Regions from separate parts of the Rattus norvegicus genome. Here region 1 is linked to region 2. A link is a contact called in public Hi-C data. All regions are on one chromosome and are shown on one strand. The core of a region is the stretch at or near the end of the contact, and the rest is flanking DNA. Distances in the headings are between cores, read along the strand shown. Region 1 has its middle 34 kb from the start of Rnu6-884. Region 2 holds the start of Ust (uronyl-2-sulfotransferase).

Region 1 (4,205 bases), core at 1,170-3,669, 60 kb before region 2:
TTCGAGGCCCAGTATTCTACCTCCTAAGTCTGGGTGCCTGTTTTGGTGCTAGTACCATGCTGATTTTGTAATCCTGACTCAGCAGTACAGTTTGGAACCAGGCAGTGTGATGCATCCAGTACCGGTCATTTTGCTTAGGACCGAGCTGAATTTATTGTTGCAGTGGCAGGAATCAAGCCTAGGACTTAGAGCATGCTGGGCATACATACTTGCAGACACATACCCCTAAAACTATAAATAAATCTTTTTTTGAAAAAAATTAAGAAGAATGCCTAAAGGCTAGGACTTTCTTCCCCCCCCCCCCCCCCCCCCCCCCCCCCCCCCCCGGAGCTGGGGACCGAACCCAGGGCAAGGCTAGGACTTTCAGTGTCTATTCCATCTCCTGATGAGTGTGTTTTCCGGAAGACTGTGAGTGACATCATCCTTTGGCTTGAGGGGTGCCTTCCTGAATTGTTCTCTCCCTCAGATGGCCACACTAACTTTTACCTTGCTCTATTGTCAGGGTCCTGTGCAACCCTTCTGCTACTTTGACCCCATCATTGTTGTGGTTTGCCCTGAAGCTACTGTATTTTGATGCTAATTCCACTGCCCCAAGGACAGCTGCCTAGTCTAGGACTCAGAACTCAGATGACTTCACCAGAACCACCTCTCCATTGAATTTGTAAAGTACTGGTGAGGGGCAGGTACAGGATAGAAGGAGGCCTGTCATTGGAGGAGAAGGAAGGATGGGCGGGAGAGAAGTTTGAAGGAAGAGGAGGAGACTAAAGGAGAGAGGAGAGACAGGAGGGAGAGAGGGAGAGAAGCCGTGGCAGGACAAGATGGCAGGTGATGTTAAGATTCTGCTCTGTATATTTACAAGTTGTTATTAATGTTCTCAAGGGATGGATGGTACCGGGCTTTGTATGTTTAAGTGGGCAATTATATCTTACCAATTGGGTCAAAGATTGTTGTGTTGTGTGTTCTTTTATGTGAGGGTTTGAGTGTAAGAAAGTGTGCGGCTGGGATGTGTTTCCGCCAAGATACCTAGCAGATATCTTGGGGCACCGCGGTGCAGAGCTAGCGGGGTAAAAGACCAACATTACCGATTTATTTTTATATTTTTACAACAACAGATCAACGAGCCATATGGCCTGGGACACCGCAGCGCGGACCTAGTGGGGTAAAAGACAATTACTCATAATTATTATTCTATTTTTACAACAACACATCATGACTCGCACAGTGCTACAGTCCCTCTGAGTCCCACTCTAGTTAGAATCGGGACAACTCAGGAAGATCCAGCTCTCTGCCAGGTTTCCTGTTCTGCTTTGACTCTCATTGAAGAATCTCCTGGCAGACTGTGGTCTGGCTTAATTCTGTAGACCTAGGACATAGGACAGACTTGACATGTACGCCGTGGACTCCTGGTGGGAGGTGTGAGTGAAGGTGACTTCTTGCCCATATAAATATTCTCTCCTATTCCATCAGCCTCCCGATTTACCCTTCTGTTGGATTCACCTGATTTTATGATTCCAATATAATTGACAGCCTCATAGAACAAGGAAGCAGACTCAGGGAATAACAGCTAATTTGTCTAAGATCATTGAATCACATGAGAGAATTTGACAATTAGCCTGGTAACGGGGTCTGTCCTCTGAACCACTATTCAGGGGATGGTGTTCTTCAGCTTAGAAGTAGGCTTTCGAATTAAGATTATTCAACGTGATCTTGTGAATAAACTACTTTAACACTAACACTTTTTTCTGATATGAGCAGATATTCCTGATGTTCAGTAATATAGAGAATATAGGCTTCTCCTTTTACTTCATCAACCTAGTTCTTCATTAAAAAGTATCTACTATCGTTATTTCAATTAATTAGAACAAAAGTCATAGTGTGTCCTTTATTCCAGCTCTATAAAGCCCAATGAATATAACAGTATAATAACAAATAAATGATTCTAATTTCTTCAGCATTAAATTGCTGTCTGTTAGTAGTTTCTCACGGATTCAATCAACTATCTTCATAAATATTAAGGTTTTATGGCCTTATTCAATTTTATTATTTCATTTGCTGAATATTTTGAAGCAAAACCTCTTCCTTTTATGTATTCGTTTTTTCCACTTCTCCTTTTCAGTTTTCTTTTTTAAGAAAGCGGATGTTTACCTCCACTATGGAGGAATCATTTGCTGTTTTCCTGTGTTCCCTTCTCTTTACGTCTCTAATTTAATCTTGTACTAACTCCAGAGAGTAATTGAGCAATTTGGGGTTCTTCTGAAAAATATAACCCATTCATTTCCTGGAGCCTTGGAAGCCGCTTCTCCAGAATGCTTCCCTCCCACGCCTCTTTTCCTTCCAACAGTCTCCTTCTGTTTCTTACTCCAACTCAACTCCTGCTCCTAAACCTCTGCCTTCTAAAAAGCTTCTTTTGTTGCCTTATTTTTCAGTGATTATGTGGCCTTTATTTCTGCCATTTTTCTCTTTGTCCCTCACCCCCCAGCCCTGATGCTCTCTGGTGATTCAATTTCTCTGCTTCGAAAGTATTGTTGCCTGATTTTTCTCACTGCCGTTGACTATAAAATTCAGCCACTGGATCATGAAAAAGCAGAGGCAAAATTGCTTCTGCAGCCCACGGACCGGCCATGTAACCCAGCAGTCAGATTCTGAGCAGCCACTCTGCCTTCCCGCATCCCTCCCAGCCAAGAGCATGGTCCATATGTAGGATCTAAAGGCCAAAGCATGCCATCATTATCAGAAACCTCCAGTCCCTCCAATTTATTAAATAAAGTTAGTTTCATTTTATGTTAAACATCCATGTGCCATTACATAAAGCAGAGAAATACTTTACTTATCTTTTAATTATTTATTGCTATTTATTATTTTATTTCTACTATTTTAATTTATTTTAATCATTTATTTATTTTATAGCGTGTATGTAGGTAAGTATCGTTGCCCAGACATCTTCCACCTCGTGTTTGAGACAGTGTCTCTCAGTGGCCTCTGGACCTTTGGCAGGTAGGCCAGGCTGAATGGGTAGTGAGTACCAGGAATCTGCTGGGCTCTGCCTCCCAGAGCTAGAATTATGCAAGCACAGCCACGCTTGACATTTTACTTGCAATCCAAGTATTAGAACGGAAGACCTCACAATTACAAGGCTAACGCATTGCCGACTAAGTTGTTTCTCCTCCCTCAAATTATTTATCCCTTTAAAGTGACTTTAAATTAATTATGTAAAATCAACACGCATTCCTTGTGATTGCTTTATTACATTAGTTAAATGAATTAGTTTAATCAGACGACATTCAACTGTGACGCTAATCTCACAGCTGCAGTGATGTCAACTAGCTTTGGTGTGCTATGCGGATAGCTGCTGTTTTCCTTCCCACAAGAATGTGGGAAGTAGAATGCTGGGTGTAGAAATCATGAGCCTGAAAGCTAGGAAGAAAAGCATTGTACAGGAAGAGAGTGACTGTGGTTATTTAACTAGGTATGGCCCCCAAAGACTCATGTGTTTGAATGCTTGGCCCCTGAGGAATAGGACTATTAGGAGGTGTGGCCTTCTTGGAGTAGATGTGACCTTGTTGGAGAAATTATGTTACGGTGGGGACTGGTTTGATGTTTCCTATGCTCAAGTTCTGTCCAGTATACAGTCCAGTGTCTCCTGGCAACCTCATGCCTGCCTACATGCTGACAATGCTTCCCACCATAAGGATGATGGAGTAAACCTCTAAAACCGTAAGCCAGCCCCAATTAAACGTTTTTGTTTAGAAGAGTTTCCTTGGTCACAGTGTCTCTTCCTAGCAATGGAAACCCTAAGACAGAACTTTGCTACCAGGAACTCAGTATTGCTATAATAGGCCTGACCAGGCTTCTGTTTAAAGGAATATGGGTTTGAGGATTTGGGGTTAGGAAAGCGGTGGAATGCTTTAAGTCGGGACTAATGGGTCAGCCTTGTAGGAATATTGAAGACATTGGTGCTGAGGGTGATTTGAACTGTGACAGCCTGGCTCAAGCGGTTTCAGAGAAGAGTTTTTAGTATGCTGCCTAGAGAGCATTCTTGTGATATTTTGCTGAAGAATGTGGCTGCCTTTTGTACTTGTCTAAAGAATCTGCCTGAGGCTAATGTGAAAATATTTGGATTAATTGCATTTTAAGGAAATCTCAAAACAGGCTCACATTGGACTCACTCTGTCCAGTGGTTCACTCTTAGGAAGAGGGTTTTGATG
Region 2 (4,106 bases), core at 479-2,978:
AGCGATTCTAGGTTGTGACTGTGACATTTAAAACTAACCAGCTTGCGTTCTGCCCTTCAGTTTGAATTCTTACTCCCAGCGTCCCATTCCTCAATTTTCTGTGGAGTAATCTCTGGAGGGACAAGGTTTTAAAAGTTTTCAGGAAGACAGTCCTGGAGTTACGAGGCTCTTAACCGACCTGTCCCCCATCTCCTGATTACTGGAATATTTAGAATGAGTTGGGGATCAGAGATGAGAGGTAACAGAATCACGTGGCCCCAGCTAAATGGTCTTTTTTGCTAATTGCAGGGAAACCATGAAGAAATCTGGCCAGTGCCAGATTTGCAGTGGTTAATATATCTGTCTTGTTCACCATCCTACCTTCTTATGTCACTAAATGTCATGTTTGTTGGCGACTTAACGCGCAGCTGGAAAAGAAAAACCTTATTGAGGAACTGTCTCCAACAGATTGGTCTTTGCTCATACCCGGGGAGCATTTTCGTGATTGCTAGTTGATGTAGGAAGGCCAGCCCACAGCTGGCTGAACTATTCCTAAGCAGGTGGGCCTGGGATGTGTAAGAAAGACAGCAGTAAGGTGAACCTGGAAGCCGCGGGTAAGCACATTACTCCATAGTTTCTGCTCCAGTTCCTGCTTGTAGGTTCCTCCTGCCTCGGCTTCCTTCCATAATGGACTGTAACTGGTTAGCCAAACAAATCCTTTTCTTCTCCATGTTATTTTGGGCCAATGGTGTTTATTAAAGTCACAGAAAAACAATCTAGGACACTGGAAACACAATGTAACTCTCTGGCCATATTACTTCTGTAGCTGGTGATTAGTAAAATACAAAACAAAAAACGACTAAGTGTGCCTGATAGAGCAGCACTGTCAAGTATCACCAGTTCCGTTCTCCATAGGTGTCTGAGAAGCTTAAGTTCTAGAAACTTCCTAGCGGTGGGAAGAGAGATAGTGAAACAGGTACCTGAGTGCACAGAGCATCCACTTTTTCTATCTGCTATAAGGACTTCCTGGAGTCAGCTTAGTACCCCTGTTTCCAGTGGAGTGCTTGTAGGACCAGGGAGGGCAAGAAAAAAGCGCCCTCTGATTCTCAGCCAGGGGCGTGCAGGCGCTACCCGCCTGGCCCTGACCGGCGTGTTTCATTAAAAAACCTACCTATTGCCTTTTTATCGTCCGGGCTAGGTGTTGAACCCATATCCCAGCACACTGTATCGGCCTTTGGTAGATGGGTCGCTTGGGATATAGAAAGAGAATCAAGTTCTCAAAATGAAAAGACAAACGTAGTCAAATCCTCCAACTCGGCGACTGTTTATGAGAGCGAAGTCAGCGGGGCCCCAAGAGGTCGCTGGTAGCGCAGGAACCGAGACCGGATTGTAGAGAACGGAGGGGGAGGCGGGGGTGGGGGAGACGACAAACCACACACCCAGAAACTTTCTTCCTTGTTGCTGATCCTCGGCCCCCTCCTCCCTCCCTGCCCGCCCCAGCAGAAGCCGTAACGTGACACCGAGTCCAGCGTCGAGACCCGGGGTGGAGAGGGAGGGGAGTGTGGGGAGGGAGGAGAGCCGGCCGCCTTGAGCCGGAGAGAAAGAGGAGAGGAGGAGAGGCGAGGAGGGAAGGGAAGGGAAGCCCCTGTCAAGGAGGTGGAGCGAGAGGGTGGTGTCCGCCTCCTGATCCTCCCTGCCTTGAGCTAGCCGAGCCTGATCCGGGACCAAACACGCCGCCCGCGACCCACACAAAGCCCGGGGGGTCCACGCTGGCGCTGGAGGCGAGCCGGGAGCGAGCCCGGGGCGCGGCGGGACTTGGGGCGCAGGGCTGCCACGGGACACGGGGCTGCTAGTGGGACGCGCGACCGGGCGTGGGTTGCAATCGCTACCCTCTACGGCGGGGCCCGGAACATCTTGGGCCCTTTGGGGCCGCAGCGAGCGGTGGGGACCAAGATGAGCAGAGTACCCTGAGCCCGGCAACTTCGGCCCCTCCCCGCCCCCACTCGGCTGCCCACAGTGCGTCCCTCTCCATGTGCAGACGGCCGGCCAGGCGCTCCGGCTGGCGGCGGATGGGTGACCTCTTCCTGGCCCGGGCGGGCTGTGCGAGGCGGCGGAGCGGGCGATGAAGAAGAAGCAGCAGCAGCATCCCGGCGGCGGCGCGGATCCCTGGCCCCATGGGGCCCCTGTGGGGGGCGCCCCTCCGTGCCTGGGCAGCTGCAAGCGCCGGATCCCGCTGCTGCCTTTCCTGCGCTTCTCCCTCCGGGACTACGGTTTCTGCATGGCTACGCTGCTGGTCTTCTGCCTGGGCTCCCTTTTCTACCAGCTCAGCGGGGGACCCCCTCGTTTTCTACTCGACCTGCGGCAGTATTTGGGTAAGAAAGGACTGCGCCGGACCCCGCAAAGTTGGGCACCCGGGGAAAGGATGATAAGTGGGGAAATCTCTAAAGCTGTCACGGCCACCACGGTCCCTGAGACTCCCCAGGTGGGATGCCAACCAGCGTCCATCCCTGCGTGCGGCAGCTGGGAGCGCCTGCTCCCTACTGCACTCCAGGCAGTCCGCAGGCGCCGCGGGGCGCCGGGCAGGTGTCCCAAGTCCTGAGGTCTCGTACCCGTCCCCATATCGCCACTCCAACTGGGGCAGAGTAGACAGGAGCATGTTTATGAGTGTTTGTGTGTACTCTGGCCTGGCGGTGCGTGGACAGTCTCTGTGATGTGGTTAAAGACTTACGATCCTGTCCCGTCTGGCTTTCTGAGTTGTGTGGGTTGGTTTAGCCCCGTTTCCCAGTCACTTTTAGCTATTCTATCCGGTGGGTTCCCCTTTTGTGAGTTGGCCCAGGTGATTCCATCCTTAGGTTGGTTTGTTCCTTGGCAGCACCTGCGCACCCCGCGGACTGCAGCGAGAGTGCAGGAGAAATTGGTGCTGTCTTTAGGTGCCAGTCAGCTGTGTCGCCTTCTGTGACCTGTCGAACTTCCACCATGTATGTGTCTCAGGTCAACTTTTTTTCTTCTTGGTTCGTGGCTGAATAAGGAAGAGGTCGGAACCCAAGAAAACAGATTTCAGTGAGGTGTTACCTCCCTCCTCTCTCATCCATGATTCTGAGTGCCAAGGTTTGGCCTGCACTCGCCCAGGTCCCTGGGATGATGCTGGCTCATAAGCCTTGGCTAAGGGAGGATGTAAATACCTTGACTTCTGTGGCCAGAAGAGGTCGTGCAGAGGTTGTCTCTGAGGTGGTAAATCTGAGTGGAAGAAGCTACAGTGGCCATCTGCAGGCCCAGAGTCAGTTCAGGTTCATCAAAGTGCTGGGACAAGAATGGGCCAAACTGGCGACTCACAGTTACCTCAAAGGTCCCTTTCCTCACAGAAGCCACACATCTAGTAACAGCAGGCCTGTTTGGAAGGAAAAGAACCAAGAAAGCCACAAAAAACCACACCAATAAAGTGTTTGGGAGTGGTGTAAGCTGATAAAATCGTATTGCTTCCTCGGACAGAAGCTGGGATTTTTTTTTTTTTTAAAGTTAAAATTTCATTTCAGGTAAAACATTGGGGGCACTGTGATTTCACAGGAACCTCTGTGGAAGATTAAAGAGAAAATATTGCCTTTGTCAGATTTCTGAAGCGTAATTCTCAGCATCCGGCTTTATGGTTTTAGGTTAATAGCCCTTTTTATTGGTGAGAGTAACCTCTTCATTCTCTGTTCTACGTTTTGGAACCTTGAACCTTCCTTCCTGCTTTCAGACGCCCGCTCTTGCTCTTGGTCATTTCATCTTCACTATCAGGAACTAGTGTCCACTCCTGTTGGTCAGCACTGAAGCTCAGGGCTACTCTTCCATAGAATCTGTTGTGCACCACCCACCACCAAAAGCTCTTTTAAGTTAAGTGTGGCGGTCCAGGGTGCAGAGCTTCCTCCTATGTTGTATGGGGCTGGAAGGCCCCATGTTTTCCCAGGAGTGCTTTGCTTTGAGCACGGTTGCTCAAACTTAACAGCTTTGGCTCTTCTCTGTGTAATTAGGGTTTGAACCTTTTCCCCTCAAACCTGAACCCAGCTCTTACAGTTTTGCGGTTCTGTTACCCTTTGTGTGAAAAAGGAAACCCAGGCCTGGGTGAGGAGCCAGGGCGTTTGAAAGGT

The links. Hi-C and Micro-C count contacts between places; a contact is called where the count stands out from the background.
Region 1: a contact with region 2 is called in a Hi-C map of Schwann cells, with 2.8 times the contacts expected there. The contact joins the enhancer-like site here to the promoter of Ust in region 2. A contact is called at or near these places in 2 of 12 Hi-C or Micro-C datasets (the A7r5 cell line and Schwann cells).

Annotation. Positions count from the first base shown.
Region 1 is chr1:4,840,100-4,844,304 of GRCr8, reverse strand. No RefSeq gene overlaps it. Among named protein-coding and RNA genes, the nearest start is that of Rnu6-884, 34 kb to the left of the region's middle. Within about 2 kb of position 2,419, at least 4 of the 93 cell types and tissues checked have an H3K27ac peak or open chromatin away from gene starts, as enhancers often do. A contact at or near this core is called in the A7r5 cell line and Schwann cells, where this site is marked.
Region 2 is chr1:4,779,978-4,784,083 of GRCr8, reverse strand. It overlaps Ust (uronyl-2-sulfotransferase), which reads left to right and starts at 1,728. Exons shown (of 8, transcript NM_001108458.1): 1 at 1,728-2,351. The coding sequence starts at 2,102.